2 separate regions of the Zea mays genome follow, and region 2 is linked to region 1. Evidence: chromatin contacts called from public Hi-C data. All regions are on one chromosome and are shown on one strand. Each heading gives the region's core, a stretch centred on a gene start, on an enhancer-like site or on the middle of the called end of the contact. The rest is flanking DNA. Distances are from core to core; before and after follow the strand shown.

The links. A called contact is a pair of places that touch in the nucleus more often than the background predicts.
Region 2: a Hi-C map of leaf shows a contact between it and region 1, with 4 times the contacts expected there. The contact joins the promoter of LOC103628932 here to the promoter of LOC100279973 in region 1. A contact is called at or near these places in 2 of 25 Hi-C or Micro-C datasets (leaf and leaf mesophyll).

Annotation. Positions count from the first base shown.
Region 1 is chr6:6,079,490-6,086,100 of Zm-B73-REFERENCE-NAM-5.0, forward strand. LOC100279973 reads left to right here and starts at 2,762. Exons shown (of 2, transcript NM_001152921.1): 1 at 2,762-3,764; 2 at 3,842-4,748. The coding sequence starts at 2,799. The coding sequence ends at 4,579.
Region 2 is chr6:6,524,571-6,531,181 of Zm-B73-REFERENCE-NAM-5.0, forward strand. It overlaps LOC103628932 (pentatricopeptide repeat-containing protein At2g33760), which reads left to right and starts at 2,903. Exons shown (of 5, transcript XM_035959861.1): 1 at 2,903-3,855; 2 at 3,939-4,871; 3 at 5,870-6,611. The coding sequence starts at 3,098. The coding sequence ends at 4,017.

The DNA.
Region 1 (6,611 bases), core at 1,512-4,011:
CACATTTACCAACATTAAACGTAAACATAACCTCCTATTGCCGTTTCTTTTGAACCGGCTGCAAGGAGGAACAAGCCGAAGATTTAGCCTGCTTTGGCCAAATCATTTCAGCAGCATATACTTCTGTTGATTCGTCGTCCGAGCTACTTTGGTCGCATTCTACGATATGGACATTGTGACAAATTGTTTTAACAATTTCTTTGCTTCGGCTTTCACAGGCCAAAGCCCTTTGGTGTAATCGTGCTAGCGTAAAAAATTGGATGCCTTCTAATCTTTCTTTTAAATAATATCACAAACCATTAAAGGCTAATCCCGCTAGTTGTTTTTCTGCTAAGTGAATTTGGAAGCATCGGTTTCTTGTATCCCGGAATCTCTGGATGTAATCATTAACCGATTCATCTTTTGCTTGTCGTAAGGCCACTAAATCTACTAAATCTAACTCATAGTCGCCGGAGAAAAAGTAATCATGGAACTTTTGTTCTAAATCCCCCCATGACAAAATAGAATTAGGAGGTAAAGTGGCGTACCATACAAACGCGGTTCCTGTTAAAGACAATGAAAATAAACGTACGTGAAATGCTTCTGTGTCGGCCAATTCTCCTAATTGTGTTAAAAACTGGCCTATGTGTTCGTGCGTGTTTTTTCCTTGGTCACCCGAAAAATTTGCGAATTCGGGTATCCTGGTTCCTTGTGGGTATGGGTGATGATCAAATCGGCTGTCATAAGGTTTCCGATACGATTGCCCCCCTGGGACCATGCTTACTCCGAGCTTATCTCGGAACGCCCCGGCTATTTCCTCCCTCACTATATCAATGGCAGCCGGTGCGAGACCACCGGCTCTCTGGTCAAACATAGGTGGGGTTGGCTGGACATTAGCATGTTGTCTTTCCCCCCATTGGTTTGAGCTACGTGGTGCATTGCCATTCGCCCTATATGGCTCATAGGTTTGATCGTTCCTTTCCGGCCTTCTAGGTGGGGTCGGAAAGCTTTCCTGGGCTCTGGATTTGGAATTAATGGGCTGATGCATTGCATAGTGTGATGGGAAGTGTTGCTGGGACGAGTGAGGATTCAGGTAACAATCTTTCTCAAAAGACTCATGCGCGGACTGTCCGGACATGTACCTGGACCGTCCGTGATTATATGCGGACCGTTCGTCGTTGTACGCGGACCGTCTGACTGGGTAGTTTAGATTCTGTGCCAAATGTGGTGGCTCGGGTGCATGTCTGGGTAACTCATTAAAAATAGGCTCGATTGTTGCTGGCCCGGACGGTCCGCGCTCACGTGCGGACGGTCCGGGCATGTGCAGATCGGCTGATTTACTGCCGATTTGCGATTGCTCAGGGTATGTGTCCATCGGCATCCCATATAGGGGTTGTGACTGGTCGTGACAACCTATAGCCAATGTATTACGTGTGTTACCTCCTAATTCAACCTCGTGCGAAGGAAAATTTGCGATACTTGATTTATCAAATGCACGTACTAGTCTCCTATAGTCGTTTTGCATACCCCCTATGATATTTTGCATTTGTTCTCGCTGTTCATCTACATAATTCTTAAGAGATTGCAGCTCGTTTGTATTACTTACATTGGGGATATCTGGTGTGGGTCGAAATGAAGCCGGATCCGTCGCCCGTTGTCGGACGACCTTGTTGTTCCTATCCACTTTGAAGTTGGCCAAGAACTTTGCTTTTGCCTCCTGTATCAGCTGCTCCTTGTGCTCCTCGATCTGGAGCTGTTCGTCGGCCGACAAGGTTTCCCAAGTCGGCTCTATAATGTTGCTGGGGGAGACTTCAGAGCTATCCCTTGAACCGGCCATTGAGGGCCGATTTGATGGGTCTAGATGTGTTGTCCCCAGCGGAGTCGCCAAAAAGTATGTTGACACCTTTTTAGGGTGCCAAACACTCAACACGAACCAGTGGCGGTGCTGTCTACAGAGGAGTGGACAGTCCGCGCGCAGGGGCCAGACGGTCCGTGGCCTGGTGCGAGGCTAGGGTTCCCGCCTGACGGCCGGACGGTCCGCGCCCTAGGGCCGGACGGTCCGCGCGTGCGCAGGGGCGACGGAAGATCACTGGCGGCGCCTGGATCTCGCTCCCGGGAGGGACCCCGTCAGGGAGGAGAGATCCTAGGAGTTGTCTAGGCTCGGGCAGGCCGACCTAGACTCCTCTAATCGACCTAGAGTCAAAGAGAAGCGAAGAATTTGGGGATCGAAAGGCTAAACTAGAACTACTCATAGAAAATAAATGTGAAATAGAAGTGTTATTGATTCGATTGATAAATACAAATCGACCGTATAACTCTCTATTTATAGAAGAGGGGGGCTGGACCCTTTACAAACTGATTTCCGAGTGAATCCCGCAAATCTAGCTAACAACCGTAGCACAAAACTCGGAACCCTAATCTGTTTTGCGCTTGCGCGGACCGTCTGGCCCATAGACGCGGACTATCCGGACCGCGGACCGTCCGGCCCCGGCCACTCATTTTGGTGTCCAACAGTGGTGAAGCCAAGAGATAATTTATGGGAAATCTGTGTTTGTAGCTAGCTAGAGGCATGAGATCATCCATCTCGATCCCCGATCGAGGACAATGCAAAGGGCCACCAGAGTCATTATTACGTGTAAAACAAAGACGTGCGAGACAGAGATAAGGATGACTCTGTTGTTTGTCGTCTGCTAGTCACCCAAATTTCCACAAGGTAGAACATATGTCTAGTTCTATTTCTATATAAAGCAGACAAACGAGGTTCCGTAACAGCAGTCAGCAGCAGGGTTCTTTCTTGTCACCTGGAGCTGGACCTGACGATGGCATACCATCTCATCTCTTCACCGACGTTCCTTCTCGCACAATTGCTCGCCGTCGCCGTCCCTCTCCTTCTGCTCCTGCTTTACCACGGCTCATCAATTCGCCGCCGTCGTCGCAGCAGCAGATCGGCCAAGCAGGGAGGACAGCTCCTGCCGCCTTCGCCCCCGGCGCTGCCCATCATCGGCCACCTTCACCTCGTCAGCGACCTCCCGCACGTCTCCCTCCGTGACCTCGCCGCCAAGCATGGTGGCGACGACGGCCTGATGCTGCTCCGTCTCGGCGCTGTTCCCACCCTCGTCGTGTCATCGCCGCGGGCGGCGGAGGCGATCACGCGCACGCACGACCACGTGTTCGCGTCGCGGCCCACGTCCACTCTCAGCGACGAGATCCTGTACGGGTCCTCCGACATCGCCTTCTCCCCTTACGGCGAGCACTGGCGGCAGGCCAGAAAGCTGGTCACCGCGCACCTCTTCACCGTCAAGAGAGTGCACTCGTACCGCTGCGCCCGCAAGGAGGAGGTGCGCCTGGTGGTAGCCAAGGTGCGGGAGGCGGCGGTGGCGGGCACGGCCACGGACATGAGCCTTGCCATGAACACGTTCGCCAACGATATCATCAGCCGCGCCGTGTCCGGCAAGTTCTTCCGGGCGGAAGGCCGGAACAAGCTCTTTCGGGAGCTGGTGGAGGCCAACTCTGATCTGTTCGGAGGGTTCAACCTGGAAGACTACTTCCCGGGACTGGCGAGGGCGTTAGGTTTCCTTAGCAGAAGGTTGTTGTTTCTGCGCAACAGGCGGCGGGTCCAGGAGACGCACAGGAGATGGGACGAGCTGCTCGAAACCATACTGAGCGACCACGAGGGAAGAAGGGGCTCTGTCTCTGTGGACGGTGGTGGTGACTTCACCGACGTGTTGCTCTCGGTTCAGACAGAGTACGGCATGACCAGAGATCATCTCAAGGCCATCTTGGTGGTACGTAGATAAATATATATATATAATCCATATTTGATGCATGACATGACAATAATGGCATGCATCACCCTGCGCAGGACATGTTCGGTGCGGGCACTGACACGTCATCCTTGGTCCTAGAGCTCGCCATGGCCGAGCTGATGCGCAACCCACAGCAGATGGCCAAGCTACAAGCTCAAGTTCGGAGGCACACACCGGAGGGGCAGGAAACGGTGGAGGAAGAGAACCTATCCGACATGCCCTTCCTGAGAGCCGTGGTGAAGGAGACGCTGAGGCTGCACCCACCTGCCCCGCTCCTCGTCCCTCACCTGTCCCTGGCGGACTGCGTCGTCGATGGCTACCACGTCCCCTCCGGCACCCGGGTCATCATCAACGCGTGGGCTCTTGGCAGAGACCCGGGCTCGTGGGAGAAGCCAGAGGAGTTCCTGCCGGAGAGGTTCATGGACGGCGGCAGCGCTGCTGGCGTCGACATCAAGGGGAACCACTTCCACTTGTTGCCGTTTGGAGCTGGACGAAGGATTTGCCCTGGCCTCAACTTTGGGATGGCTACGGTCGAGATCATGCTAGCAAACCTCGTGTACTGCTTCGACTGGCAGCTGCCCATGGGCATGGAGGAGAAGGACATTGACATGACGGAGGTGTTTGGACTCACGGTGCATCCCAAGGAGAAGCTCATGCTTGTTCCCAAAGTTGCTCGTGTACTGCAACTGCTCGTCAATAATTCCATCGTCCAAGTTGCTGATCGAAGGGACTCGAGATCGATCATGCATGTATATGGTTTATTTGGAGTAGAAAACTGCATGCAGCGGGTGTAGAGGACGAGCACGTACGTACGTACAATGCACATGCTATCGTACGGGTATATATGTATGTATTATACTAGGAAAAGATGTCCGAGTGTTGCTATCGTACGGGTCATGTAAACAATGTTAAGCTTATGTGTCTTTTTACTTTTATATAGTAATAAAAAAGCTATTTTGTAGAGAGGTGATTCTTCGCAAATTAACAAGAAACCTAGAAGATCGAGTATAGTTCATTTGATGACTCTAGCTAGAGGACGATATATATGTACTACAAGACGTTTACTATATATATATATATATATATATATATATATATATATATATATATATATATATATATATATATATATATATATATATATATATATACTACTTATTAAGGCTGCAATAGTAGTCTGTCTTTTTGTGTTCTGCCGGTTCGGTCTCTGATAGGTAGGGCCCACATAACCTGTCTCTGCGTATGATCCCGGTCTCTGACAGGTTCCCCGTGCATGCTCCTTATTCAGCCAAAAAAATGCATCCCACAACGCATCCGGTGACCACAACAGTACTACTACGCGCACAGGTAGGCATATAAGCAGATTTAAACAGCAACCGGTGGGTAATGTGGTACTAATTTTAACTTGCAAACCATGAAGACAAAGACACATGCGCCATATAAGGCCCATCTGCCAATTTGTACGAGGCCCATCTCCCACGACAAATGAAAACCCTAATCTCCAGCACCCCGGCGGCCTGCAGCGCTCCCGCTCCTTGCTCGCCTCCACCCGCGACCACCACCGCCCTGCGGCCCCTGCCGCTTGCCAGCCTCCACCGCCCTGTGCCCCCGCTGGTGGACCGCCCATCGCCCACCAACGAGGAGCTCGTCTCCTACTACCTCCGACACAAATCTAGAAAAAAAGGGTGAAGCAAAAACTCACAAAACAAATCATACATCACACGAAATAGCGTACATTGCAAGCGAAGTGGATACTTGGTACTTCAACTTTTTTAGCTTCAGGGTGCAAAGGCTTTCCTCCACCTAGCAAAGACAAAATGAAAAAATATATAACTTTGAAAAAAACTAAAACAAATCATACAGTCAAAATCATGATAGACATTACAATGATGCGAACCAAAATCAAAGGAGCAGGGGAAGTGATACCTAGTACTTCATCATCTCTTTAGCTTGCTCTCTTTTCTCGTCACTTGATTCCTTAAGAACCTAGAAAAATAAACTAAAACAAAATCATACATGGAACAAAAAGCATAGTACCATACAATACTTTACATTACAATATAATACATCAAAACAAACATTATACAAAAATCATGAAAGTAAGCAACACCGAAACATCAACAGCAAAACAAAACACACGCAAAATTTGTTTTTCTCTGGTTAAATCACTTGTCGATCTTGATGGCCTTAAACTAACAGCAAAAATGACCTCTAACACGAAAAACACACACAAAATTTATGTACTCAGATAACAGTAGTAGCCTGCATGAGGCCAAACACTTCTGAAAAATTTGCTACTCAGACACAAATCTAGAAAAAAAGGATGAAGCAAAAACTCACAAAACAAATCATACATCACACGAAAATAGCGTACATTGCAAGGGAAGTGGATACTTGGTACTTCAACTTTTTCAGCTTCAGGGTGCAAAGGCTTTCCTCCACCTAGCAAAGACAAAAATGAAAATATATAGCTTTGAAAAAAAACTAAAACAAATCATACAGTCAAAATCATGATAGACATTACAATGAGTTTTTGTGAGTTTTTGCAAAAACAAACTAAAACAAAATCATACATGGAACAAAAAGCATAGTACCATACAATACTTTACATTACAATATAATACATCAAAACAAACATCATACAAAAAACATGAAAGTAAGCAACACCATAACATCAACAACAAATCAAAACACACACAAATTTTGTTTTTCTTTGGTTAAGTCACTTGTCGATCTTGATGGCCTTAAACTAACAACAAAAATGACCTCTAACACAAAAAACACACACAAAATTTATGTACTCAGATAACAGTAGTTGCCTGCATG
Region 2 (6,611 bases), core at 1,653-4,152, 450 kb after region 1:
TACATCTATTATAACGGTCTACCATTTTTGGGCCCATCTATAACAAGGACTTGTCCCCTGGTAGTAAATGAAAATGTTTCTCCCTAAGTCTGTAGATTGTATTGTTCAGTCAAGCTGTTGCCCAATTGTATATGCAGCCACAAAGGCTTCCTATGTATTTTTTTCTACATTAGAATTTTCCAGAGACTGTAATTTGTATTAGCGAGACAAGCAGTCATGCATTAGAGGCCTGGTCCATGACACAATTATATATAATGAGATCGAGATTTCATTGTACATGCATCCACAAGGCATCTTTTTATATTTTTTAACATGAGTGTACTAATGCAATGTCGTTCTGTTTTGTCATTTTATTTTTGTTATATCTTGGAGATGCCGAGCTTGATCAATATTTTGCCATTGAATTTATGAGTGGCTTATATGTTCACTGTTTGCCCATTTCTTCAGTTAAGCTGAATGCAAACCATCGAGATGGTCCAGGTCGAGGACCTCCATGGCACCTACGTTGGTGTGGGTTGTGCCGCCTCATCGTGACCGTCATCGATTGGGCCTCTGAGGTATATGTTACTTTGTTGTTGCTTGGTGAATGCTTATATATGTTTTTATTCGTCTATGCTGGTGAGGTTAGTTTTAATGAGTTGTTGACAAAGACAATGATGTGTCCCAGGAAGAACATCTTCAATTTCCTTGGAGATAAATCTAGACTGATTAGTAAATATTGTTTTAGGTGGATGACTCTCCACTGATTCCAAGAATGACTTAAATAACCAAATTTGTGTTTCTAATCCCGTGATGCAAAAAATTGTTTTGAACGCTTGAAATTTAGTTGGACCAGGGCTTTGATTTGAGGTGGTTTGTTTGAGTTGCCCCCCAAATATAGGCACCCATGTTAGTACAGACCAACTGATAACTGAAGATACTCTGCTCTATGTATGATTTGGTTAAAATTTTGGGACAATAGAATGGCACACATGTTTGTTATTTTTGTCTATTTAAAAACTTCATTGGGGGTGTTTTAGTACCAGTTTGGTTCTTTTCAACACTACATGGGAGTAGAGCTTGTACATTGTGACTGGTTCGAATTTATGTGGAGGAACTACATGAGTGTGCTTCTGATTTCTGATAGTTTTAGCATTATCCTCTTAAAGGCCTGAATGATTCAAGTAAAAGTGACATACGATGTTGTTTTTCATGTGCAAATTCAACTGGAATACCCATTGTCTCTATTTTTTCAGTTCTTCTTAGAGAATACTTTTAAGTATGCACATGCCACATTATTATTGGGAACCTAATCCTTATCTCCAGTTCAGCGATAATGAATCTAATTTTGAATTAATACTTGCATGTAATGGCTTTTAGATTATATGTAATCTTGATTAAGGTCAAGTTCTACTGATTAAGGTTGTATGCTTTTTCCACGCCAATTCTCACTGTTATGCATATGGGGCTCTAGCCCATGCATCGAACGTTAAGTTTTTCTCTGAATACAAAAATTTATGTAATAGGACCGTCTGAAAATATTTATGCTGTGAGACTACTAATTCTTTGTTTATATACTCATGTGTTGCGTGTAAAAAACTCAGTCCAGGAGAATACCTACGATGAAGAAAGAGACATGCTGCACATGCACGAGGTATGGGCGATTTATGTCAGTGTTCAACAATTTGGTTTTTTGTTTTCCTTATCTTTTCATCACCTCCTAACACTGCAAAGCTAATGTTCTTCCGTGTCACATGGTACTTGCAGATAGGGATGAAAGTGGTAATCCGAACTGTTAGAACAAATTTAATATTTTAAAATAGATATGTATAAAATTTGATGTTGATCTTTTCTTATGTTATCAAGCACATTAGTACAAATATGAATAAAATATTATATAAGTTGTTTTATGTATTATTTGCTCCCTACAACACAAAAGGTTGAAAAAATTACCGAATTTGTTTCCGAATCCATACCGAAGTTTATATCTATTATTTGAAAAAATGTAGGATGAATTTGAGGTTTACCTTTTATGAATCTTAACAAGCCGGATGTAAAAAACAAGAATACAAATTTGTATTGTATATTCTATATCCTATTTATTCGCAATCAATGAAAAAACTGATTACCGAATAAATACCGTTTCCGACCGTTTTCATCCCTACTTGCAGATAGATGTCGGCTCTATGGACGAACACTCGACCAAGTCAGTTGAGGAGTATGAGGGCCTAGCCATGCGCGACGTGATGACTACTGGTCCGACGATGTGCAGCAAGTTGTGAGTTAAAGATGAACTCACCTGCCCTGGAGAGCAACATTCATAGGAGTGAGGCAAAATGGCTGGTATCACCACAACATGGACCCGTTCATGAAGATGTCCAAGGAGGTGGTAGTCGACACCATAATGTCTTGCGCGTCATTGTGTCACCAGCAGGCAACACGCTGCGCTGGTACCGACGGGTGTTGTGTTTCTTAGGCGTCTGCTTCTGTGCTTTGAGCTGTGCTATAGAGTGGTTGTGCCAACTACTGATTTTAAAAGAAAAAGGTGAGCTGAGAATCATTGTTGAAAACAAACATGTAGCGGTTCGTTCTCATCAGTTGTGCCAACTACCAATCATTTCATTGATCAGAATCTGTCGTTGCTCATGAAAACCAAAAGTAAGACACTTCTCAATAACATTGGATGCAAATTTCTGCTAGCTTATCTTAACTATCTTTTCTCGTATATATAACATACATTTATACATAATTTTTTGTGGTATTATATGTTTCCGTTGCAACGCACGGGCACTCACCTAGTGTAAAGATATAAATAGTAAATATTATCGATGTTAATGCTACGATTACATAGACGGGCTGGCGACGGCAATGCCAGAGAGGGAGAGGGAGAGTGCGAGAGAGGGAGAGGGGGACGGCAAGGACGCGGGGTGAGGGAGGAACTAAATAACATTAGAGTGAAGGAGATAAAAATTATTCTGTATCGTGGGTTTTAAAAGTTAAAAATAAAGATTTAGAAAGTTGAAAATATAGATTCAAACAAAAAAAAATCGTTGGACCTCAAGCCCGCCAAGAGAAAATAGCCAGTTTATCCATCGGATTCGATCCTTCCGTTTGCAGTATGGATCCCCACCGCCGCTCACCGGAATACAACTCCCTCCTCCTCGCCGGCCCGCGCCTGGGTCCTCTGAAGCAAGCCCACGCGCGCCTCGTCGTCTCCGGCCACGGCGATTCCTTGCCGCTCATCACCAAGCTAGCCACGCTCGCGGTTGCGGCCGGCGCCGCCTCCTACGCCCGCCTCCTCGCCGCCTCCCACCCGGCACCCGACTCCTTTCTCTTCTGCTCCCTCACGCGCGCCACCGCGCGCCGCGGGCTCCCCGCCGCCGCCCTCGCCTTCTACCGCTGCCTACTCGCCGCCGCCCTCCCCTTCTCCAGCTTCGCATTCACCTCCGTCGCCAAGGCCTGCGCGGACCTGTCCGCGATCCGCGCTGGTATGGGCATCCACGCCCACGCCGTCCTCCTCGGGCTCGGCTCCAACCGGTTCGTGCAGACGTCGCTCGTCGTGCTGTATTCCAAGTGCGGCCAGCTGGATGTTGCGCGCAAGCTGTTCGACGCGATTCGTGACAAGAGCGTAGTCGCTTGGAACGCGATGATTTCAGGGTACGAGCAGAACGGGCTCGCTGGAAGGGCGATCGAGGTGTATAGGGAGATGCAAATGGCCGGGGAAGCTCCAGATTCCGCGACGTTTGTGGCCACGCTCTCTGCCTGTGCGCAGGCTGGCGCTTTGGACTTGGGACGTCAGGTGGACAAGCTCATTGTTTCTGAGAGGATGGAGATGAATGTGGTTCTTGGTGCTGCACTTGTGAACATGTATGCCAGGTGTGGGCTTGTGAACAAGGCTCGTGAGTGGTTCAATATGCTCCAGGAACGCAATGTGGTTACGTGGACCTCCATGATTGCAGGATATGGCATGCACGGACATGGCGGCGAGGCAGTCAAGCTATTCAATTTGATGAGACAGCAAGGGCCACCACCCAATGATGTCACTTTTGTTGCGGTGCTGTCTGCGTGCGCACATGCTGGATTGGTAAGCGAGGGCCGGGATGCTTTTGCTTCAATGAAGAGTGTCTACGGATTGGTCCCTCGTGTTGAGCACTATTGCTCTATGGTTGATATGTATGGAAGGGCAGGACTTCTTGATGATGCGATGCGATTTATACATGATTCGATACCCGGAGAGCCTGGACCTGAAGTTTGGACAGCTATGCTTGGTGCATGCAAGATGCACAAGGATTTCAATCTTGGAGTGGAGGTTGCTGAGCGATTGATCGCCCTCGAGCCTGAGAGTCCATCTCACCGTGTGCTGCTTTCTAATCTATATGCTTTGTCTGGTAAAATGAACCATGTTGAGAAGGTGAGGGATACAATGATTAAGAGAAGATTGAAGAAGCCAATAGGATATAGCTTGATTGAGATTGCTGGTGTTGCTCATTTGTTTCGCATGGGTGAGAAGTCTCACCCCAAAACTTCAGAGATTTACCAATATTTGGAGAAACTGATCGAAAAGATTACTGATGTTGGTTATGTGCCTAAAACTGACTCAGTGTTGCATGAGTTGGAAGAAGAGGAAAGGGAGTTTGCATTAAGATACCATGGTGAAAAACTGGCTGTAGCCTTTGGACTCATGATGACTTCTGGGTGCACCACTCCAATCAGGATAATTAAAAACCTGCGGATATGTGAGGATTGTCATCTAGCTATCAAATATATGTCAGCCGTGGAGAATCGAGAGATAATTGTCAGAGATATGCACCGGTTTCACCATTTCAAAGCTGGAAAGTGTTCCTGTCAGGAATATTGGTGACGAGGCCTCTCTCGCAAGCTAAAAATCTGAGGTACGATTACGGTATTTAGTTTTTTTTTTTCTCTCGAACACGCAGGAGAGTTGTATATCATTATATTAAAGAAGAAAAGAAGGGTAGAAACCCTGAATACAAATTACAAACTGCCACCACGAATTTTTCACGTATATGTACAATGTGCTACAGCTGAAAATTATCAAGAATCCCAATAAACTTTACAAGGCATGTGCTTTTCAAAGTGTTTGCAAAATTCATAGTTGGTCAATTTCCCCCATCGGGTATGGTCTACGATAATACGTGTACGGTGTATCGATAATAATAATTTACATGTGGAGGATGAAGATGACCTGTAATGCTTCAGCTTAACGTTTTCCCTGTAATAACTTATCATTTTGTTGTTTCTAGCAGGAGTGAAGTTAAATTGCAGTACTAATTCAGTTCATTAAGCCTAATACAATCTCCTTAAAACCCTTTTTTTTCTTTTAGATTTGATTGCTAGCTGATACAACTTTTTGGGTGGTTGTTGCTTTTGTTTCTTATTAAGAATAAGATTCCAGTTTTCTTCAGTTTGGAATTACTAATACAATTGTAGGGAAATTATATGGCACCCTTGTTAGCTAAAATACCATGTTGCAATGTTTCAAAAATCATCACAAAAATCATGTACGTAGTACACCTAAAGTCAAGTGTAGGCGTGTAGCTGCAATAATTAAGTGTGAAAAACATTATAGTTGGCTATTGGTTGCTTGGTCATATGGTTTAATTCTTTTTTACTTGGTTGATTGGTCATATGGTTTAGTTACCTACTTATCTATTTTGATTCATTGTTTGGTTCACTGTTTTTAAGGCGTCGCCTAGGCGACACCTAGGCGTCCGGGCGGTGGTCTGACGCCTAGGCGCCTTGCCCGCCTACCTCGCCTAGGCGTCGCCTAGGCGTCTAGGCGGTGGTCCAACGCCTTGGAGCGCCTTACCGCTTTAAAAACCATGGTTTGGATGCTGCATTGCCACTTCTCATTTAATCCTTGTTTCAGGAACAAGAGCTGCAACTCAGCAACATTGGGAGTGGGACACCAGCAACAACACCTTTACTACCCATCAAAATTCACAAGTAAGCACTAGCAATTGACCATCATTTTAAATTGTGTTCTATTACACAATTGTCCACAATATAAGTTCCTGGAGGTCAGAACAACTAACCACTGATTAGAGTCGACTAGTCATCCTAGTCGATCTTATCGTCCCTAAGGCGACTAGGTCGACTATACGATTTAAAAACATTGATTTCACTAAGGCTGAACTATATGCTGCTGTAATCATTGTCGGTCATTTGCCTTTTCTGTTAGTCTGTCTTATTGGTCCTTACTAGGATTCCATATTTTTTCAATCAGAATTTGGTTTAAATATTTATGATATGATGGGGCTGATAGTTGTGCCACTCTTTATCATCAAAATAATAAACATTTGCAAGCTATCCAGACAACAGTCCCAACTATGGGAGCAAGCATATATAATCTTTTGATTCAAATTGAAGCTAAGATAGTAAGTTTTGGCAACTAGAAAATGATGGGAGAATACACGATCTCTAGCAGGGCCTACCTGGACAACTGGTCAACTGGATAAAGCAAATTGATCTCTAACTGCATAATAGCACGAGATGAAAAATATTTTGTTGGCCATCTGTTGATTATCATTATCAATTTTAACTACTTAAAAGCACAATGTGAGAAATGTTTTAACTTAGCTTCGTAATGGAAATGGTTTGTGGGAATGCAT